Regions from separate parts of the Mus musculus genome. Here regions 1 and 2 are each linked to region 3. The links are chromatin contacts, called in public promoter capture Hi-C maps. All regions are on one chromosome and are shown on one strand. Each heading gives the region's core, a stretch centred on a gene start, on an enhancer-like site or on the middle of the called end of the contact. The rest is flanking DNA. Distances are from core to core; before and after follow the strand shown.

The links. Promoter capture Hi-C pulls out the DNA fragments that hold promoters and counts their contacts.
Region 1: a promoter capture Hi-C map of pre-B cells shows a contact between it and region 3, with 8 times the contacts expected there. The contact joins the promoter of H3f4 here to the promoter of Tom1l2 in region 3. A contact is called at or near these places in 2 of 39 promoter capture datasets (hippocampal neurons and pre-B cells) and 2 of 9 other capture datasets (adipose tissue and liver).
Region 2: a contact with region 3 is called in a promoter capture Hi-C map of pre-B cells, with 5 times the contacts expected there. The contact joins the promoter of Iba57 here to the promoter of Tom1l2 in region 3.

What each region holds. Positions count from the first base shown.
Region 1 is chr11:58,959,284-58,963,244 of GRCm38.p6, forward strand. It overlaps H3f4 (H3.4 histone), which reads left to right and starts at 2,428. Exons shown (of 1, transcript NM_001318003.2): 1 at 2,428-2,990. The coding sequence starts at 2,529. The coding sequence ends at 2,939. It also overlaps a transcript of Trim17 not described here.
Region 2 is chr11:59,161,909-59,165,952 of GRCm38.p6, forward strand. Iba57 (IBA57 homolog, iron-sulfur cluster assembly) reads right to left here and starts at 1,837. Exons shown (of 3, transcript NM_173785.6): 1 at 1,443-1,837. The coding sequence starts at 1,783.
Region 3 is chr11:60,351,136-60,354,977 of GRCm38.p6, forward strand. It overlaps Tom1l2 (target of myb1-like 2 (chicken)), which reads right to left and starts at 1,770. Exons shown (of 15, transcript NM_153080.3): 1 at 1,622-1,770. The coding sequence starts at 1,673. Drc3 (dynein regulatory complex subunit 3) reads left to right here and starts at 2,245. Exons shown (of 14, transcript NM_029044.2): 1 at 2,245-2,297; 2 at 2,967-3,065.

The DNA.
Region 1 (3,961 bases), core at 1,178-3,677, 1.4 Mb before region 3:
GTACTCGCTAAGTTTCTGTTCCTGTTCCTCTTTCCAGTTCCCTACATAGTCGCTTCATTCCTGCTTAGGGATAAACTGCAATGTTGTGATCAGCTCAACTGGCTACCATCGACGTCAAAGAGTGCAGAGGCACATACATTTATGTCTACTGTCACTCGCATGCGTTGAGTATGCCTTGCACATAGTGCTAACTATGTATTTGTTAAGTTAATTTAAAACAAAGGATTTCTTCCCTGTCTAAGCTGGCGATGGGAAGAAATTGCACTCCCATGGCAAGTAGCAGGAAACTGAGAGGGCAACGCTGTCCCACTGTTGTGCTCCCGCCCCCATCTTCCACCCCTAACACTAAACCTTCATTTGATCCTTTCCCACAAGGCATAGGTGCAGATCGAATAATGAATGGGGGAAATTTAATAGGGAAAGAAAACTACAGGCTCCAGAAAGGAAAGAAGATCCTTCTCAGATTTTGAGACGCTGCTCTGCATTACATCCAGCCTTGTATGGTGTGACTTCTCTGGGAAGCTCGGCGCAGTCTAGTTGAAATAAAATAAAAGAAATTAAAAAAAAAAAATTAAGATTACAGCAGTGGCTTCCATAGGTGCAGCGCCCAGCTCGGGAACCAACGCGGTGACAGCTGTAGTCTGGCCTTGCCGAGGTTTGGGGGTGCGGGAGTGTGGGAGCGTGAGCACCGGGGTGTAGAGAAGGTTTCCCGCGTCCTCTGATGGGCACCTCGGCCTTGGGTGCTGGAGAAGCGACGCGCTTTGCCCTCTCCGGCTCCGGAGCATGGGCATGCTCGGGGGCGTTTTCTGATTGGTCAGTCCAAAAGCTCTGACTGATCCAATTGGCTGTGTGAGGTGCAAGATGGACAGCTCCTTCCTCCCTGGCTCCCTCAGAATTTCAAGCCCTGTGTGTGTCGCCGATGTCTCACAGGGTCGTACATTCCCAGAGGCAAGAGTTTCGGTTCTTTCTGAACGTGAAGCTATTTTCCCTGTCACTGTATCCATAAGCTGGCACTAGAGAGTGGCGCGGGCCGGGACGTCCCGGTTCCTGGGCACCACCAATGGACGACCCACGTCCTCCGGTTGGCGTAGCGCCTACCCGCGACCGCACACCGCAGGCACGGGCTCGGGATTCCCCGCTTTGGCGTTCACCGGCGTCAGTTTAAACTACACATACACGTTTGGAAGCAAAACACCATGATTGTCAGTGAGTTCTATTTTTTAACCAAATCCGTAAAGATGCACCACAGTTTGATTTCTATCCTTTTCTGGACTCACGTTTTTTGAAATTATGTGGACGACATTTCTCATCCTCTGACGTGATCTAAATAATCATTATTACTATTGTTTGATACCCTGATTGTGACCTTTGGGGGAATCCTTGAATACAGCCCATGTTATCCTTGAAAGCCTTTGCTTCAGAAATCCTTTTTTTTTTTTTTTTCCTAATTTTCTTTCAGATCTAAAGATGTTTTATTTTGTTTGATAAAGCGTCATTTCAGTGTACTCTAAGCCTCAAAATTATTATCCTTCTGATTCAGCTACCGAGTACTGAAGTTATAAGCATGGACTACTGTTCTTTGAGTCATATCTTCTAGTTTTTTTTTTTTTTTAATTAACGTACGTTAACTGTGCTTAGTAATGGGTTTCATTTTGATAACTTCACACACACACACACACACACACACACACACACACACACACACACACCAGCTCTCCCCTTTTTTTCCTCTTCCCTCTGGTCCCTTTCTCTCTATAAATACCACCCCGACCCCATTTTTATGCTTTTTTTTTTTTTTTTTTTTTAATCTAGCTTCCACATGCTAGAGAACCCATGCCATGCTTTTCTTCCTGCCTGGATCCAGCTTACTTAACACTGTGATCTTGAGTTCTTTCCATTGTTCCAGCAAACGACACAATTTCTTTTCGTTTTTCTCTTTATTTTTTTCCATCTCTACCCCTCCCTATTTTTAAAAAATAGTGTTAATACTATGTAGCCCTGGCTAACCTCAAACACACAGATATCCACCATCCTTTGCCTCCCGAGTCCTGGAATTAAGCTTAACTGCTGAGCTACCTCCAGCCCTCGCCCCCAGGGGCGTCCTCAGACCAGGTGGATGTTTTTTTAGTATTCCAGAACTCAGGAAAACTATGCCTCGTTGTTATATAAAGGAAGCATGCAGAAAGGTTCTAGAAGGTTCTTTGTGTCTTGGGAGTCGAGGCAAGATTGTTTTGTTTTTTTATTTAACAACAACAATAAAAGCTCCAAGAAAGCGACTTGAGTTTTTTCCACAGACCCCGCTGCCCTCCTACCGAGCCGCAACTAACAGTTCCAGAGTCCACACCACTCAGAGAGAATATAAGAGGCAGGGTGTAAAGTCAATCCCCCAATGGACCAATCAGAGTGCAGCATCCCATAATGCCACCTGGTGGGCAGCCAATAGGAATGTAGCTGGGTCTATAAAAGCAGTGCTACTCGCCCCCCACATTGTGCACCTGAGGAGCAAGGGAGGCGGACGATTCAGGAAGATGGCACGCACCAAGCAGACGGCACGGAAGTCGACGGGAGGCAAGGCTCCGCGCAAGCAGCTAGCCACGAAGGTGGCCCGCAAGAGCGCCCCGGCCACCGGGGGCGTGAAGAAGCCGCACCGCTACCACCCTGGCACGGTGGCGCTGCGCGAGATCCGGCGCTACCAGAAGTCCACCGAGCTGCTGATTCGCAAGTTGCCATTCCAGCGCTTGGTGCGTGAGATCGCCCAGGACTTCAAGACCGACCTGCGCTTCCAGAGCTCCGCGGTGATGGCGCTGCAGGAGGCCTGCGAGTCGTACCTCGTGGGGCTGTTCGAAGACACGAACCTGTGCGCTATCCACGCCAAGCGGGTGACCATCATGCCCAAAGACATCCAGTTGGCTCGGCGCATCCGCGGAGAACGGGCTTAGGCTCCCACAGGCACCGCTCATGAACCCAACGGCTCTTTTCAGAGCCACCCACAGAGTCAGAAAAAGTGTCTGTAACGTAGACTTAGGTGTCCTGTCTCCTCAGGAGGTGAAGACAAGGTGGCCGGCAATCGAAGTGTCTCCCCAGATCAGTCTAGAGGGCTTAGCAGCTAATCCTTGCCCATTGAGCTATTTGACTTGCAGCTCCGTCCTATTCTAACCTGCCTTCCCTTGATAGGTATAGTGGCCTGAGCCCTTGTACTACAAGATGATGGTTGTGTTGCTGACTGGTTTTACCAAGTGAAGGTAGCTCCTACCGGCAGTAAACGTGCTATGTTTGCATAGTTGATAGTATCCAAACGCATCTGCTCAGTAACCAAGTTACTTATGTTTTGTGTTTTAAGGCTCATAATGCCTGGTATTAAAAAGGCTAGCTATTCCTGTACTTGAAAAGTTGGCCTTTCTCCTGATGGAAAGCCCAGTGAACTGCCTTTGATTAAAGTTAATTTTGCCCATCTGTTAACGGCGGCAGCAAAAGAGTCAGGAAAGTGTTAACTTACATATTTCCAGGGGACACATCCAGAGAATCCTGTCTTAAACGATTCCTGTAGGGTACGAAAGTCTAGCTGTTGTCTTGACTCAACCTGAGTTGTAAGCAATAGGAACCTCTCTTATCAAAAGGATGTTTTGCGCTGGAGTTTAATTCTCTGAGCCTTGGTTTTTCATACTGTCCAGTACTGTATGACTTCTGAGCCATACAAAAAGGGTGGTGTTCAGAGATGACCGGCATGGAGACTAACCGGCTTGATCAGAAATCAAACTGGGAGGAACCCGAGATGGTTAACTGAACTGCATTAGTGGAGGGCTGAGGGGAATAGCCTGAATAAGCCTGTGAGGTTAACACAGAAAACTTTACCTCTCCTTTGTAGTGGAATCACTCATTAATGCCAATGTTAAATACATAAATTACTCCTAGGGTGTGCATATAATATAAGTATGCAACTGAAGAGTTTTGAAGCCCATTA
Region 2 (4,044 bases), core at 587-3,086, 1.2 Mb before region 3:
CCAAGACTAGAGGAATCCCTATATGAGGTCCACAAGACCTGTAAACACATGCAGGACCAAGGCTGAAGACGCTTAGGGTCTTTAACACGAGAGGGCAACTGCTTCTATACTAGCAACCACTGCCAATCACCATGAGGAATGGAAGCCACCAAAGACTAGCGCTTGAATCAACTCCAGCTGCCTATTGGTAACATGGAGAGATGATGGCGACCTGGAAACACAGGCAGATCCAAGGCTCCAGTATGGAGTCCATGCATGTTTTCTACAAAGGGCAATGACTGGCTTAGGCTTAAGGCCCTGAGTCACCACAGCCCGAACACTGCCTGGAAGACACCATCCCAGGGTTCACACAGAACTCTATATGCCAAAGCATCACAGTGGGTCTGGCCCATGGGTTGTCATTTGCTGACACAGTTCTAGATTCAGAGATTCACTAAGCGAAGTAATGTGGGAAAAGGATCTCTAGGAAGCACATCACTGTGGCCTTTCAGCACCTGGAGACAGGCACTCTAGATTTCCCCCCACAGAATGCAGACAACTACTGGATAGTGGTGCCATGGCTGTCAATTCTCATCCACCACTCTCATCCTGGAATAGCTACCCTCAGGGGTTCAGGAACTGTTCTCCAGATATGAGGATTCCCCATATACTCCCAATGAGCATCTAGGGGCTACTGAAGAGGCTCACCAAAAACCAACTTGGAAAGACACCGGGTAGCTGAGACAGGCAGCCAGGCCTGGACTTTGGTAGGAGTCAAGGGACAGCTCAGGGACAGGATAGGGAGGGCGGGTCTTCACATGCCTACTAGACAATGCTGAGACTTCACGACTTAGATCCTATAAAGGTGAGCAGCTGAAGACTCAATGCTATAGACGCAGGCCCTGCCCAGACTGGCCAGCAAACACTATTTACAGTCACAGTCAGGTCTGCTGTATAGATAATGAGACCATACAGGCAAACAGCTGGCACTGCAAAGAGGAACCAGAAATAAGGGAAAAACTGGATTCTCAGAACACTGGGACAATCTGTCACTGTGGAGAGGCTGTGCAGAGAGTGGCTTTTTGAATAAAGTCCCACGAACCAGCGAAATCTTTCTAAGAAGTGAGGAGGGAGGGACAAAGCTGAAGCACCCATCTTGAAAATAACTCCAGAAGCTTCTGACTTGACTGGTTGGGGTCCCAGGCACAACGCTCTGTGCAAGTAACTAGCGCAACCTGGATGCCTTCCATGGGACATCCGCCTCTAGGTGACCCCTTCCCTAAGTCTAGATTGTCCTCAGAAAGTCATTTCCAGAATAATCTAATTATGCCTCTTCCCAAGGGTGTCTAGCCAGTATTCCCTAGAAATCTTATCCTGGACATCCTTCCTGGGATTCTGGAGGTCTGCTCCCTCAGCACTCTAACGACCCTACTGCCCCGCCCTGCTGCCCCGCCCAAGCTCACCCATACAGAATGACGTCATAGAGCGTGCGTCCCTGCACATTCAGGAAATGGGCATACGCCGCACGCGCAGAGGGCTGAGCCGCGCCGGTCGGAGGCCCCGAAAGCGGCAGCTCATTGGTCGATAGTCCCAACAGGAAGGGTGCAGCGTCCGGGCCGCGCACGCGCACTAAGGCGCGCCCGTCCAGCCGGAAGCAAGTCCAGGCCACACCGTCCGCGGGGTTGCTGCCAAGAAGGCCAAAGCCACGGGCTAGGCAGTGACTCGCGGTCCCGCTCAGCCGCCAGTGCCAAGCTGGGCTTCTGCGCCCCACAGCCGCGCCCCGAAGCAGCGCCACCGCTGCCATCTTGGGCGCTAAGTGAAGGCGGGCACCACAGCGGCCCCGGGCGGCGGCGGCGGCGGCGGCGGCTGGCGACGCGCGTGCGTGGGGGGGAAAGTGGGCGGGACCTCAGCCAGTGGATGGGTGCGCAAGCCCAGATAAACACCAAGGCTAGAGCCACCCGGTGACCCTTTCCTTAGTTGGCTCCTGGTCAAACCGCTTGTGGTCGTGGTAAATAAGTAAACATGAAATCTGCCATCTTACCTCGGTCCTGGTGTGCAATCCCAGCCAGCCTCTCGGGGGGCAGAGGCAGGAGGATGCGTGTTCAAGACCTGCCTGTGCAACTTAAAATGAATATCCTGTCTCCGAATAAAAAGTTGAAGATAGATAGCTCAGTGGTAGAGCATTTCCTAGCAGGCAGGAAGCCATGGTTCCCATCCCCAGTACTGCCCAGAAAAAAAGGAGGAAAAAAGTTAGGCATTTCCTTGTTCACGGTTAAATACGAACAGTATAAAATGTATTATCTTCACCACTGTTACTTTGTTATTGCTATACTAAACATGACCAAAAGCAACTTGGGAAGAAAAGGGGTTCACTTCATTTGAAAACTCTCAGGTCACACCCACTTACAGAGAGAACTCAGGGCAGGAACTGAAGCAGAAGCCCTGGAAGAGGGCTCTTACCGGCCAGCTTCTGATGGCTTGTCCAGCCTGCTTTTTGATACGACCCAGGAGCACCTGTCCACAGTGAGCTGGGCCCTCTCACATCAGTCATTGATGTGATATAAGCCAAGACCTGTTTAGAGGCCAAGCTTATGGAGGCGTTTTCTGAATCTTCCCAGATATCGCTAGGCTTGTGGCAAGTTGATGAAAGCCAGCCAGCGAGACCACTTTTAGTGCATTTATATCGGCATTGTTCAAACGGCTGCGCAGCCCTCACTATCATCCAACTCCAGAACTTTTTATCTCCCAATCATCCAACTCCAGAACGTTGACTCCTCCCAGAACACACACTCAGCCGCTGGTGCCCACAGTTGGCTTTCTGCCCTTGTGGGTTGGAAGCCTCTGAGAACCAGTGCCTGTCCTCTTGCACCTGGCTCTCTTCATGGAGCACCCATCCTCAGTATAGCACGTATCAGAATTCCCTTCCCTTTTTAAGAATTGTATTTTATAGCTGGGCATGGTGGCACACACCTTTAATCCCAGCACTTGGGAGACAGAGGCAGGTGGATTTCTGAGTTTGAGGCCAGCCTGGTCTACAGAGTGAGTTCCAGGACAGCCAGGGCTATACAGAGAAATCCTGTATCGAAAAAAAATTTTTTTATTACGGTAATGCCTACCTTTCCCTATGTGCTGAGCTGGCAACGGGTACTTGGGAGGTCTCCAATTCTTGGAGCCAGGAAAAGTGTTGCTATGAAAACAACTACACGGATGTCTCTTTGAGTCCCTGTTCTTGGGTCTTTGGGGCATACTGGATCATATTGCTACCAGGGAAACTGGAGTTCCTTTTGTGTGTTCTTAGTCTTATTAACAAAAGAATTTCGAAATGGACTTGGAGCTTGGTAGTGGCGCATGCCTTTAACACCAGCATTGGCTGGGCAGAGGCAGGCAGGTCTCTGTAAGCCCTGGCTAGTCTACAGAGCTAGTATCAAGACAGTCAGGGATACACAAATAAGCCCTATCTTGTGGGAAGGGGAGAAGAAAATTAACAGTTGAGAGAAAAACCTACAAAGAAAGTAGATGTGTTGCATAGTTCTTTTATGTCAACTTGACACAGGCTAAAGTCATCTGAGAGGAAGGAACCGCAATTAAGAAAATGCCTCCATAAGATCTGGCTTTAGGCACGTCTGTATGGCATTTTCTTAATTAGTGATTGATGGAGGAGGGCCAGGCCCATTGTGAGTAGGGCCATCCCTGGGCTGCTTGTCCTGGATTCTATAAGAAAGCAGACTGAACAAACCATGCTTCGGAGCAAAGCCACTATGCAGCATCCCTCCCCTCCCCTCCCCTGCCCTCCTCTCCCCTCCCCTCCCCTCCCCTCCTCTCCCCTCCCCTCCCCTCCATGGCCTCTGCCTCAGCTCCTGGCTGGTGTTTGAGGTCCCCCCCCCAGACTTCCTTGAATGATAAATAACAATGTGGAAGTGTAAGCCCAATAACCCCTTTCCTCCCCAGCTTGTTTTTTGGTCATACTATTTTGTCATAGCAACAGAAACCCTGACAGGAATAGAAAGTCAGTAGGTAAGCAACACATTCCTACAGTTGCTTGGAGAACAGTCATGCCTTTTGCAT
Region 3 (3,842 bases), core at 520-3,019:
AAAAACCAAAACCAAACAAACAAAAAACCCAAAAGGAACAGAATGCTCCCAAATGTCAATCAACAACAGAAAAAGCCTCCGTAAGTTTGTAAGCTTAACAACAGAAAAGTAGGCTATAAATTCATATACAAAGTAGAAACAAGCAAGTCTCTACTGCTTGAACTATAAGACCCATAAGGATAGTACAGAGCCCAGTTCATAAAAGATGATTTCAACCAGCCGGCAGACCCAACTTTAATTTTCAAAAATGTTACATATGTGGGCGTTTTGTTTGCCTGTCTGTGCACCATTTACATGGTATGTTTAGGTATGTATATAAAAGACACCAGAAGAGGGCAATCAATCCCCTGGATGTGAAGTTACAGCCAGTTGTGAGCCACTATGCAGTGCCAGGGCCTGAATCTGGATTAACAGCCAATGTCTTTAACCGGTGAGCCAGTTCTCCAGCCCCAAGTTTGTTTGTTTTTAAAGCTAGTCAGCACTTTTGACTGATCTGTTGGCATAAGCTCCCACCTTGGATGAAAGGCCAAATTGCTTTATTATTCATTACTTGCAGTGCTGGATCCTAGATCAAATCCAGGATTTTGTGTGTGCTAAGTTAATGCTCTACCACTGGACTATTCCCTGGTCTGCCAGTGTTTTCTTCTGTAAGGAAACTTCACAGCGGCCAGTGCCATTCCTTATGCAGCATGCGGCCCGCCTCTAACTCCTTACACTACTGACAGCTGCTCTGATTACTCTACTACCACTTTATGTAGTGGGAGAGCAAGAGGCAATGTAAGGAGACGCTTAATATCAACAAGGAAGATTCAGAACTTTAGAACTTGAAGAGTCCCACCACATCTTATCTCCAAATACCCCGTGTGGCAGACAAGAGAACGTCAAAATATAAAGCGCACAAGGTCAGGAGGAGCGTCCCTGGCAAAGTCACTACTGGAGTCCAAGTTTCCGGGATCCAATGGACTGCTTATCAACAAAGCAGCCCTGCCTCCCTTCTTTCCTAGGAGGCCTAGGAGATTCTGCCGCCACGCCATCCCCCTGCCAAGCCAGTCACTTTCCCCGAGGGCCTCCCCCATCCCAGTCCCTCCTACAGCCTGACTGAGTTGCAGCTCAAATTAGAAGTCGTGCAGCATGGGGCATTTTCTGGGAAAGTGCCCAGCCTCAGAGCCATTGGTACCAATGAGCAGGGACAAGGACGGAAGAAAGAGTTCCATTCCACAAAGGCTCCGGGAGACAGAGGCCCTGGGAGCAAAGGCAGCGAGATACCTGGGGAAGAGTACTCGCAGTGACATCTCCCAATACGCAAGGGTAAGCAGACTAGCATGGACACTACTTCTGGGGAGAGACTTGAAAGGCTGGGCCCTGATGGGCAGGGATGCCGGGGACCTCTCTAAGTCCAATCGGCACCTCGGGGGAGCCTCCTTGTAGGGTGAGGTGGCACCAGCGTCAGGCAGAGGCCTCGTGACAAGGATGCCCAGTCCACCTTTGAGATGACACCACTTATTGGCAGAGGCCCAACCCGCACGTGAGGTGATTTCAGTGCCGGGAGGAGGCCCGCGGATCTCACCAGCCCGGTCAGCCGCTGTGGCTCACTCGACGCCTGCCCCACGCGCGGCCTTACCAAGACACTGCCCTACAGGGGTGCTGAACGGATTCCCCAGCAGGAACTCCATCTCGGCGGGCCTCGTTCCAGCCCGGACTCCTGTGTGCCACGGGTCTCCGCTGCCCGCGCCGCGTTCTGCCCTGACTGACACTTGCCCCCGCCCCACCCTCCGGAACGCTGAGCGCCCGGCCTGACCTCGCCCTCTGGGTGCATCTCTATTGGGCAGCGTCTAACCAGCCCACTTCCGATTGGACGACACTCCACTCTCAGTGAAGTCCCACCCACCCCGCGGCGTCCGATTGGGCACGAAGCAAGCTAAGTCACTAGGGTCTCCGTCAGCCTAGCGGCACAACCCCCGGACCCGCCTCCAAACGAGTGGCCGTTCTTCTTGATTCATTAGCACGTTGGTCAGTCTAGAGAATCTTTACTATTATTGGATAAAAGGTGTGTCAATCGTTTACATAGGCGGGCAGAAAGAAAGCGTAACTAGAAGTTGAAGCTCGTTGACTGTGCTGATTGGAGAAACGTTTGTTTTCTTCAAGTCTGGTTGGTGTTAGAAATATGGCCACGTGACGAATCAACTTTCACCCAGGATATTTATCGCTTGACTTCCCCTTAGCAACCAAGTGGCGGTGTTTGGTTCCCCAGCAACCAAACGAAGCGTCTACTGCAAGGGGAGACAGTCCTTAGGAAGGTAAGAATCAAGAGTTTAGCTCCAGAAGATTAGAGGTTGCATGATTGAGGTCTGTCTTGTAACTCTTCTTGGAGGACTCCGACCTGACCCGTCTCATCTGTAAAATGAGCACACATGTCATTTTTACACTTGTACTGAGACTTAATCGGGCTTTTGAAAAAGAAAAGAGCGTATAAAATCTTAAACTAGCAAAAGCAAGTAGGAAAAGGGTCCATCAGCCAGTTTCCTGGCCTGATTCGTTTCACTGAAAGAGAGGTACCCGATACACTGATAACTCATTCTAGAGTTTGGCTGTTATATCCATCCTCTTGATCTGCAATAAGGTATTTCATTTGGTGCCGTATGAAGTGTTTGCGATGAGAATAAAGATATCAAGGTTCCATCTCAGTCTCTGTCAGTAATTCACTCTATGACTTTGGTCACAGACCCCCCCCCCGGCCCCCCACATACACACATACCTCAAGCCTCAATTTCCCTATCTGGGAAGTAGGGACACTAAGATGTCCCTTTTAAATAGCTCCCAGAACTGGCATGGAGTTAAATAAGTGGAGTGCACTGAGAGTACGACAAGGACTTATTCTCATCAGTTGCTTTTATTCTCATTACTGTGGGACTCATAGGGTCTACATAGTGTTTCAGGTCCAGCTAACCCAGGCTGTTGTTTCCCAGGTAAACCAGTGACGAGGCTACCTGGTTGATTTGTTTGTAAAGCTTTCTGCTGCTTCTCCACATCCTACCTCTGGTCTTCACCAAGGACACTATCATCAGGCAAGTCAATGGGACCCCCATTTGGATAAATTATTGACATCCTCCCCATAGGGGAGGATTCTTTGGGCCTTGTTCTGTAGGCAGAGAACATGTGACAATGTCTGTCCCTAGTGTGCTGGGTACAATAGAGTTGTGATTAAGAAAGTGGATTCTGTGTTAGACATGAGGTCGTGCCTCTTGGTAAATCTTCATATTAGTCAATCGAGAAATTTCTCTTACAGAGATCCCTACTGTGTGCTTTCATAGTTCCATACACCCACTAACCTGTCAATGTTTGTAAGTAGATATTGGGATAATTTATTTAATTCAAGTGTGGTTCAGAAGTCAGGCCACACCTCTTCAGTATCCTTTCACAAGGTTGGTTATAGAGAGCCGCTCTGACCTTGTAGCTTTCACAAAGTTCTCTCTTTCACTCCTTACAGATGTGAGCAAACCCAGCTTCCCCTGATTCCTGGGCCAAGACATACCTGAATTGCAACTTTACTCTCTTAACTAAGCCTGCCACCGTGCCAGGAGTCATGTAGACTAGGTCAGGTCAGGTCACATGGTATAGAACTAAAAGCCACCACTGTCGTTGTCCCCCCCCCCGCCCCCCAAAACTGTGAGTCGTAAGTCCCTTTGTTCTCTGGATCTGAGGGAGCTAATGGAACTGGAAGATTTGTCTTTCTCTTCTGGGCACCATGTGGCTGCCAAGATTCTGATGCAATCTCTCCTAGTGCCCTCTCACTTCAGGGCTCCTCATGGCTGTCTGTGGCCTCGAACCTCTGACTCTCCTAG